Linked DNA regions of Gasterosteus aculeatus: region 2 is linked to region 1. A link is a contact called in public Hi-C data. All regions are on one chromosome and are shown on one strand. The core of a region is the stretch at or near the end of the contact, and the rest is flanking DNA. Distances in the headings are between cores, read along the strand shown. Region 1 holds the start of LOC120832027 (growth hormone receptor). Region 2 has its middle 6.8 kb from the start of LOC120832154.

Region 1 (4,075 bases), core at 214-2,713:
GCGTGCCTCTACCTCTCATTATGCTGATTGGAATGATTTATTTTCAACCTTTTCGATTTATAGACTTTAATATGAAACCAAAATTACCAAAATTATCTTCTGCCTCTAAACTAAAAATAAATCTGGTTTTAATTAACAACAAAACAAAACCATATTTAAACATATACAATTTACTGATCTTTAATTTTGATCACCTGCAGCCTTTTCTAAAATCCTATAACTCAAAGAAAAGAATGCAAAGAATTCCTAGAATTACAACTGCAAGCTTATTGTTTGGGTTTTCTGTCCGGCGACTTGACTGGAGTGGTCACCTTTCTGAGAAATACTGCTCTGAATCAATAGCTTGAATACAAGTTTTATTTTTGGCACACTAACAACTCGCACTTAATGACATAGGTGTATCTAACATAATTTGCGGTGTAGAATAGGTGGTGCTACTTAATAATTCCCATCTCTGGGTCTGACTTCCAAGTTACACTTAAGTACAGTATTTTAGGTATTTGTACTCTACGTGAACATTTCCAGTATGTTTCTATATTTTCCATTTTGGAAGCCAACCTTTTTACTTCTTTACCTTTATTTATGTGATACAATTAGTTGCTTTGCAAATTAAGAATAATACAAACTGTAAATCCACTAGTAATCAATGATGTAAATTACCTTCACCTTTAACAGCTGCAAAAATAAATTGTATGCACTGACTTGCATCCCAATGAGACGTAATGCAGAGGCCCTTATGGATCATGAGTACTTTTAGCCGACTCTTAAATTTAAAAGGTCTCTATACACGTTATTGCGGTTAGCTGCAAGGAAATCAAACTTTGTTTGGCAAGTGTGTGTAAGATGTTATGCGGCTACTTAAGAACCTTTTTTAAGTAACACCTTGGATGCAGTACTTTTTATTGTTACATTTTCTACATTGTGGTACTTTTGGTAATACTAATGTTGTCAAGTCTCCTTATGGAGGATTTCCCACAGAGGAATCAACTGTTCTTCTCACATGCTGACTAACTAACAGTGTTTCCTTTCAAATTGTCCTGAGAATTTGAATGAACTATTAGACCATTTCACCGGTTGGCTGTAATCCGTCACTAAACAGGCTGAAGGAAGCAGAGGTCACTAAACGGAAACAAACGGCCCTCAGTCATGCGAGTTATTTCTGACATAAATCCCTTCAGATTTAGGCAACAAACCTACTTGTTAGGGTTTATGAAAACATGTTGCATAACGATCCATACATTTTAACTCAAATATATATATATATGTATATTTTAAACACAGCAACTGACCTTAAATATCTTTCTTTTCGGATGAAGTTGACTCGACGCTTTTTCTAATGCGATTCGCGCACATCAACAGCGCGTGTTTCCCTGCGGTTTTCCTGCGTGTCCGGACTCCACCGGCAGATGTCGCCCTTCTCTCCACCCCCGCCAGCCCCGCGGGGAGTGGGGGGGGGGAGGTGGAGGTGGAGGGTGGGGTTGTGGTCTGTCCGGGCTGCAAGGGAGGCTTCTCCACCACACAGTTACCACACTGCACATAGAGCTCGGGGTGGGGGGGACACACAACATCCTCGGTGCGGGTTATTGTTTTAGCAGGATTGTTAGAGTCGTTTCGTGCGCGAGGGTTTTTGCTGGTACTTTTCTACCGAGGGAGCCTGCGGGGACGAGGACGGGAGCCGGGAGGGGTCCGCTTAAGGTGCCGCCGCGGTGAGTTGGTCCCCGTGTGTGTCCAGCACGGTCCCGTGTGTGTGTGTGTGTGTGTGTTTACGTGGAGTGACACATTACTCTACTACACTAGTGTGTTGACAGGCGCGCGCAGCTCGTGCTTGTCGATGTATGGTGTCGTGTCATGAATCTCGCGGGGGGGGGGGGGGGGGGGGGGGTTGGGAAGGGTCCCGGGGGTCCCGGTGGTTAAATCACGTCGTTCTGGTGCAGTTAAAAAAAATACTTTAATTAGTTAAATCGTGCCAACATCAAATGGGAACTATTAATGTGTAATTACCACCTCATAAATTGCAGTGATTCAACACCCAAATATTTCGATTACAGATGAGGAATAATTGTATTTTGTGTAAATTATTTGCGTAACAACTTTACAAGGCGAGAATATGTCTGTGTTGTGTTTACTGGTTCTGTTGTAAACACGTATCCAAAAACAGCAATATGTCAAACTGACAACAGATATACACAAATCGACAGTAATGGTGCACATTCACCCTCGCTGCCAAAAGAAACGTGCACAGAATTCTGCAACAAATGTCTTGGTAACTGAAATATAAATTCTGAATTTGGTCTTTCTGGTTCATTTTTTCCGCTGGGTTTCCGTGAAAACAAACCTTTGTCACGACAGTTATATGTTGGATTTGCTTGAACAAGCTCATGACAGTTTGTATGGGATTCGTTTTTTTTCCAAGGCTGTTAATGCAAGTAAAATTGTCCCAAAATGTCAGTAGAGTACATTTACACTAGTTACGATGTTACGACCTTGAACATGTTTGTGTTGATCCAAGCAGCGTCTGGAGTTCTGAGGGTAGTTGAGTCTGTTGATGTGTCTAATCAGCGTGAGAAACCCCAGATGTCTGCGCTCAATGCTGGTGAGCAGAGCTTACAAACAAACAATATACTCTCATTGCAGCTTTCAGTCAATGTTGGTGAAAATGAACATTGTCATTCTTCCTCTTGGCACAAGCATTAGAGACGTTTTTATCACAACCCAACAGTGAAAGATTACCTAACAGTGATTATTTCATTCATGCTGAACTTAAGACGACGTAGAAGAGATTCATTCAATATATATATACACAAACACGGAAAAATGTTTTGGTAAGTAGCCTCCACATTCAGCTGTTGTGAAATCCATAGCAATCCAATTATGAAAAACTGAATCAAGAAATTCACAGTTGAGAACAGATCAGTCTGGCTGTGTTTCATAAAGTATGATATTATCAATAATAAGAGACTATGCATGTCCCCCCATTTGCACGGCAACATTGAGCTCTTAAGTAAGAGCAAATACACTAAAACAAACAAGGCGGTAGAGCCCCTCAAGGTTTAAGCACACGAGTTGCGTCAATAGGTACGGGGAGATTAGACTGAGCATGATGAAAACGTTGTACAATTTATTGTATGTAAAGTCGAGGCCCCCCTCATGTGACGAATCGCTTTTGCAAAGAGAAAACGCGGCTGCAAATAGCAAAGTCTCCTAAAATAAGACAAAAACATTGAACTCATGACATTTACTCGGCATTATGACAACAGCTCCGTAATTCACACGCTGAGAAATTTAAAAGTAGCCAAATGTTTAAGAGAGTAATTACGCAAGTGTGATATGTGAATGTCTCTCCAAAAATCAGCTAGCGGAGGTGGATGGATGAACGCGTTTTGTTGGCGGAAAACACAGCGATGTTGGCTAGAAATGGATTTAACGTCTAGACAAGACAAAACATTTTTTTCTTTTCCCCCAGAAGTATAAACTGTGTGAATGCCAGAGCGATAATGTGAATAAACACCCTGATCCTCCCCATCGTCCAATCAGTGCGCTTTATTATTCACCTATTGGATTCTCTTTTCAATGATGTAGAAGATGCAAAACATTGGTGAGGTCCAATTTTGCAGAGAAAATAAACTGATTTTAAATAAATTCTATTTCCTGGAAGTGTAAGCACCAAACGAGGCAGAAGCAACCAAAATCAAAGTAATTGAATTGAAGCTGCTGAAAGGAATCGAGAGCAATGGATGGAGTTGTAAAGTACACGTAATAAAAAGAGCTGGAAGTGTCAGCGTTAAGGATTCTGAAAGGAGCTGCAGACGTCACTTCAAGTGTAGCAACACAGAGCAGATATAGTTTCGTTACGTGAAATCCATTTGATTAAAATCTGAACTAAGACCATTTTAAAAAGCAACTCAAGATGCAACTTGAGCGTGTTTACGAGGAGTAAAGCGGCATCTCTGGTATCTGTCCTAATAGCATTCCAAGTATTCAGCACAATAACTGCAACGTGGGAACAGAGATCCCGCGGCCGGACGTCCTGACACGGAACGGCCCGACTGCCTTTTCTCTTGGATGGAAGTTAAGG
Region 2 (3,961 bases), core at 1,086-3,585, 33 kb after region 1:
TGTATCAAAGAGCGCATTATAGGCTTCAACTTGATATAATGCACCAGAAAGCAAATGGAATAAAATGAACCAAGAAAGAAGAGCGATTAAGTTTGAGAAACATATTCGACTGTCATCATTCCTTGTGCTGCACCCTCACATGGGCACAAGTCCACAGAGCCTCCTAGTCGAAAAATAAAAAAGCTCAAAGCGGGACCAGCTAAACAGCAATCACCCCTTCAAATCTCCACGGCAACCAACCCGGCACTCACTCCATCTGCTGTCCAATTTAATGATGAGGAGACGGGGGGAGAGAGAGAGAGAGAGAGAGAGAGAGGGGAGGAAGAGGGGGAGCAAGAGGCAGTGTGTCTGGCGCAAGCCGGCTGCTATTGAACTATTCAGGAAACAATCCGGACCAACAGCAGCATCCAACCGACAGTCAGCAGAAACATGTGAAGAATAGTACAGCTTTTAAAATGCATTGCCACTGAGAGTGAGAGAGGAAGGTCGATACTAAAATCACGTGAGCTAACTAGCAGCTGAGCTTCGAGATCGGACGCAAAGGGGGAAAAGTTTGTCTGCTCAATAAACACCTCTGAAGCTCCGGGACAAACCGCACAGTTACTTTGTGTCTGAACTCGCTAACCCCTCGCAGCCCTCCTGCCCTCTGTCTACACCCCGCTTAGAAGAAGCACTACTGCTGCAACCACATGCTGCTTCTCAAGTGTCCTTTCAACATAAAAGCCTCCTCCTCCTAAACATCTTTTCTGTTTGGTGGTCAGCTGCAGCAGATGGCCCTGATGGGCTGCAGGCTAAGTGTGTGTGTGTGTGTGTGTGTGTGTGTGTGTGTGTGTTTGCAGGTGAGTGCTCTTAGTTTGTTGGTGTTTTGGTCTAGCAGGTTGCCTAGGATACTGGCATCAGAATCTCCTTCTCCATAGCTCCAATCATTTTTTTATTCATCCATTTATTTGGAGTGATTCACTCTGACGTCATAGTTCCACTCGCTTCGTCTGATGGTTATGCTAATATAGGTTATAACTATGCTAATATTACCCACTGTCATTACCGCAAACACGCTGCTGTCCCAGCAGGCTCGGGGTCAAGCAACACACACACACACACACACACACACACACACACACACACACAAACACACATACATACATACATACCCACGCCCATTCCCTCAGACATCAGCTGCTGGTGCTAATGTCTGGTTCTGATATGCATCAGCTTGTGTCGGCTTATGATTAAGCAAATTACTAATTACATTAACCCGCTGTCCCCCGGGCTGGACACAGGTATAGTTTTTATTTTTAATTCCCCCCAACATCTTTTGCTATTGTTTTTATTGAAATTCAAGAAACGTTCTGAAGAGTTAAAAGTTGTGTATTTTGTTGCTCTAGATTTTATCTTAAAACAGTGTAAATAAATATGAAAATAGACAATTTTCTTCTGTTTACGTCCACTGTGGCTGCTTTTAAACTCAAAGTGAGTTCTTAGAAACACACACACACACACGCAGATAGTGCCAGCTGTTGCCAAAACACTGATCCGCTTTGAACGACTGGGCCCTGAAGTGCCCTGTTCAGACACAGCAGGAACGTTGTGTAGTTGCGTGTGTGTGTGTGTGTGTGTGTGTGTGTGTGGTGTTGGCAATCAGACTATGAATCGTGCATGTCTAAGTTAATTCTTCTGAAATAACGAAAAGGAAAAAATCTCTCGCTTTTTTTGCAGAGTTATCAACGTTGAGATGGAAAACATGAGAAAAGATACATATTTGACTGTGGAGTCTCTGCAGTGCTGTGTGCTGCAGAACTAGATCAGGTGGATGAATGTGCTTGTACACACACAACAAGAGCCAACACTTCTACACTCTGTTCAATGGGCACAAAGAGCAGTAAAACGACAGGAGGGGCCGTGCACAAAGGTGCACCGAGACCCCGGCCCTCTATCCCCCTTTGTGCTGAAGAATGGAAAGGTCCAGGAGCAGCTGCTGTTGGCTGCACGGGACATTTGAGACGGCTCTTTTCACCAAAAAACAAAGTCTGGAGCTGCGAGTGTGCAGGCTGCAGGGGCTGCAGGGGCGAGGGGGAGGAGAGAGGTCGTATACAAAACGAAAGGCACACTTTGCCTGATCAACATAGGGCTGAGTCCCCATTCATCCTGCATGTCAGCAGCAGAGGCGGTGGGGCTTGGGGGAGGGTCTCAAAGTGCAGCAGCGAACCTTTAAAGTTGACGTGAGTCGCATCAGTAAGAGCACAAAGGAGTCACAGAGGCCTGCCATATGGAGGAGCACATCATCTGTTCAGGAATCACTCAAAGGAAATCCAGCCAGAGCCAATGAGAGTGCGAGCTTTGCACCTTTCTCTCCCCAGCGACACATCTCTGGCTTCTGATTGGTTGCAGAGGTGTTGTCTTTGACAAAGTGTCTCAATTAGCCAAAACGCTGGGTGGGCACTTTGTTGTTTTAGTGCTCCAGGATGATCTGCGTGTCTGATTGCTAAGTGTTAACATTTGCTCTTTATTTGAAGCAATCACTTTGGATTCACTAATTCTCATAACAATAAGGCTTGTGTGTTTTTCTCAATCAATAAAGGACTTTTTGTTTATGTTGATTTATTTTTAGATACCATGTGAAATAATACATTTGTAACAAATAAATACTAAATCTTACAAGGAATGCTTTATGCAAGATGAATGTCAAACTGCATGATTAATAACAAACATATTAAGTCATCATTTCCATGTTGTTGGACTGAATTTAATTTCAAAAGACTGAATGTTATTTGTAAAATACACAGCACAATCAATTGGATTTTTCTTATGGAAATTCTCATCACATATCTGCGATCATGATGTGTTTTTTTATACACCCAAAGCACAGGGATCACTCATAACCTCACAGCTCTCTGTCTCCTGACAGTGAAGTCCTGACATAATGAAGAGAGAGGAGTGCACAACACTGTTGCAGCGCTCCCTAGTGGTGCACGACTTCACTGATCCACATGGACGAAGTTCACATGATGCACATACAATAAATCTGCCTTGTGGGGTTTTACATTCTGCATAGGACAACCTCTATCCTCAGACATGCACTGTATCCACGTATACAGACCATTTAACATGAGATGTGCAAAACCACAATAACAGCCTGATTGAATGCAACAACGATGATGATGTATTGTTCTGGACCAACTGTTTCTTTCAGATGAGAAGGTAGAGAGGTTCCCTTTTGGCATCGTCAAAGATGAACCAACAATAACAACTAAGAGCCATTACATGTATTTGCTTTGTGACGCATGTAAATACAGCATTTTCTATTTTTACACATCTCAGTCATAGTGAAATAACATCCTTTACTGAAGTAAAAGTACCAGCACAAAAGACAAACTCTGTACAGAGTTATTCTAAAAGTAAAACTGCCACATCTAAGATCCGACCATAGTTACGGTACAGAAATATTTTTTTGCAAAGAATCCTTGAATTCATTTTTACATTCTTAAAACATAAAGCTCTTATGATCAGGTTGAGAACCAGTCGTGTAAACGTATTGATTTGTTTTAGTTTGCATCCAGTTGAATGAACATGGTGTGACGCCCAGTGGTGTAAACGTGTCACTACAGGCTAAATTGCTTTTATGGCAATTCAGCCTAATTAACAGCTCCACCTAGTGGCTGTAAAAGGATCCTGCATCCTGCTGATGTTCCAAATACAAAAGATTTGACAATACGGTAACATTTAACGTGCTTACAATGTACAATTAAGTGAAAAATAAAAAAATTAACGTATTCATACATACACACATGCACACATTTATACACATTAATGTCAGATAACAAGGTAATAAAAGGGGTGCTGCACTTTGTATTTTCGTATGATATCTCTCATCTTTCAAACACCACCACCCAAGTTTCATATACATTAATCTCACGTGGACAGAGCTATTCGCACACTATTGGTAACAGAGAAAAGACAAAAC

The links. Hi-C and Micro-C count contacts between places; a contact is called where the count stands out from the background.
Region 2: a Hi-C map of skeletal muscle shows a contact between it and region 1, with 10 times the contacts expected there. The contact joins the enhancer-like site here to the promoter of LOC120832027 in region 1. A contact is called at or near these places in 3 of 6 Hi-C or Micro-C datasets (skeletal muscle and whole body).

Annotation. Positions count from the first base shown.
Region 1 is chr14:11,757,097-11,761,171 of fGasAcu3.hap1.1, forward strand. LOC120832027 (growth hormone receptor) reads left to right here and starts at 1,464. Exons shown (of 9, transcript XM_040198039.2): 1 at 1,464-1,706; 2 at 3,967-4,075. It overlaps LOC120832026 (complement component C7), which reads right to left and starts at 1,702. Exons shown (of 19, transcript XM_078088482.1): 1 at 1,290-1,702.
Region 2 is chr14:11,789,181-11,793,141 of fGasAcu3.hap1.1, forward strand. No RefSeq gene overlaps it. Among protein-coding and RNA genes, the nearest start is that of LOC120832154, 6.8 kb to the left of the region's middle. Within about 2 kb of position 2,336, at least 5 of the 9 cell types and tissues checked have open chromatin away from gene starts, as enhancers often do.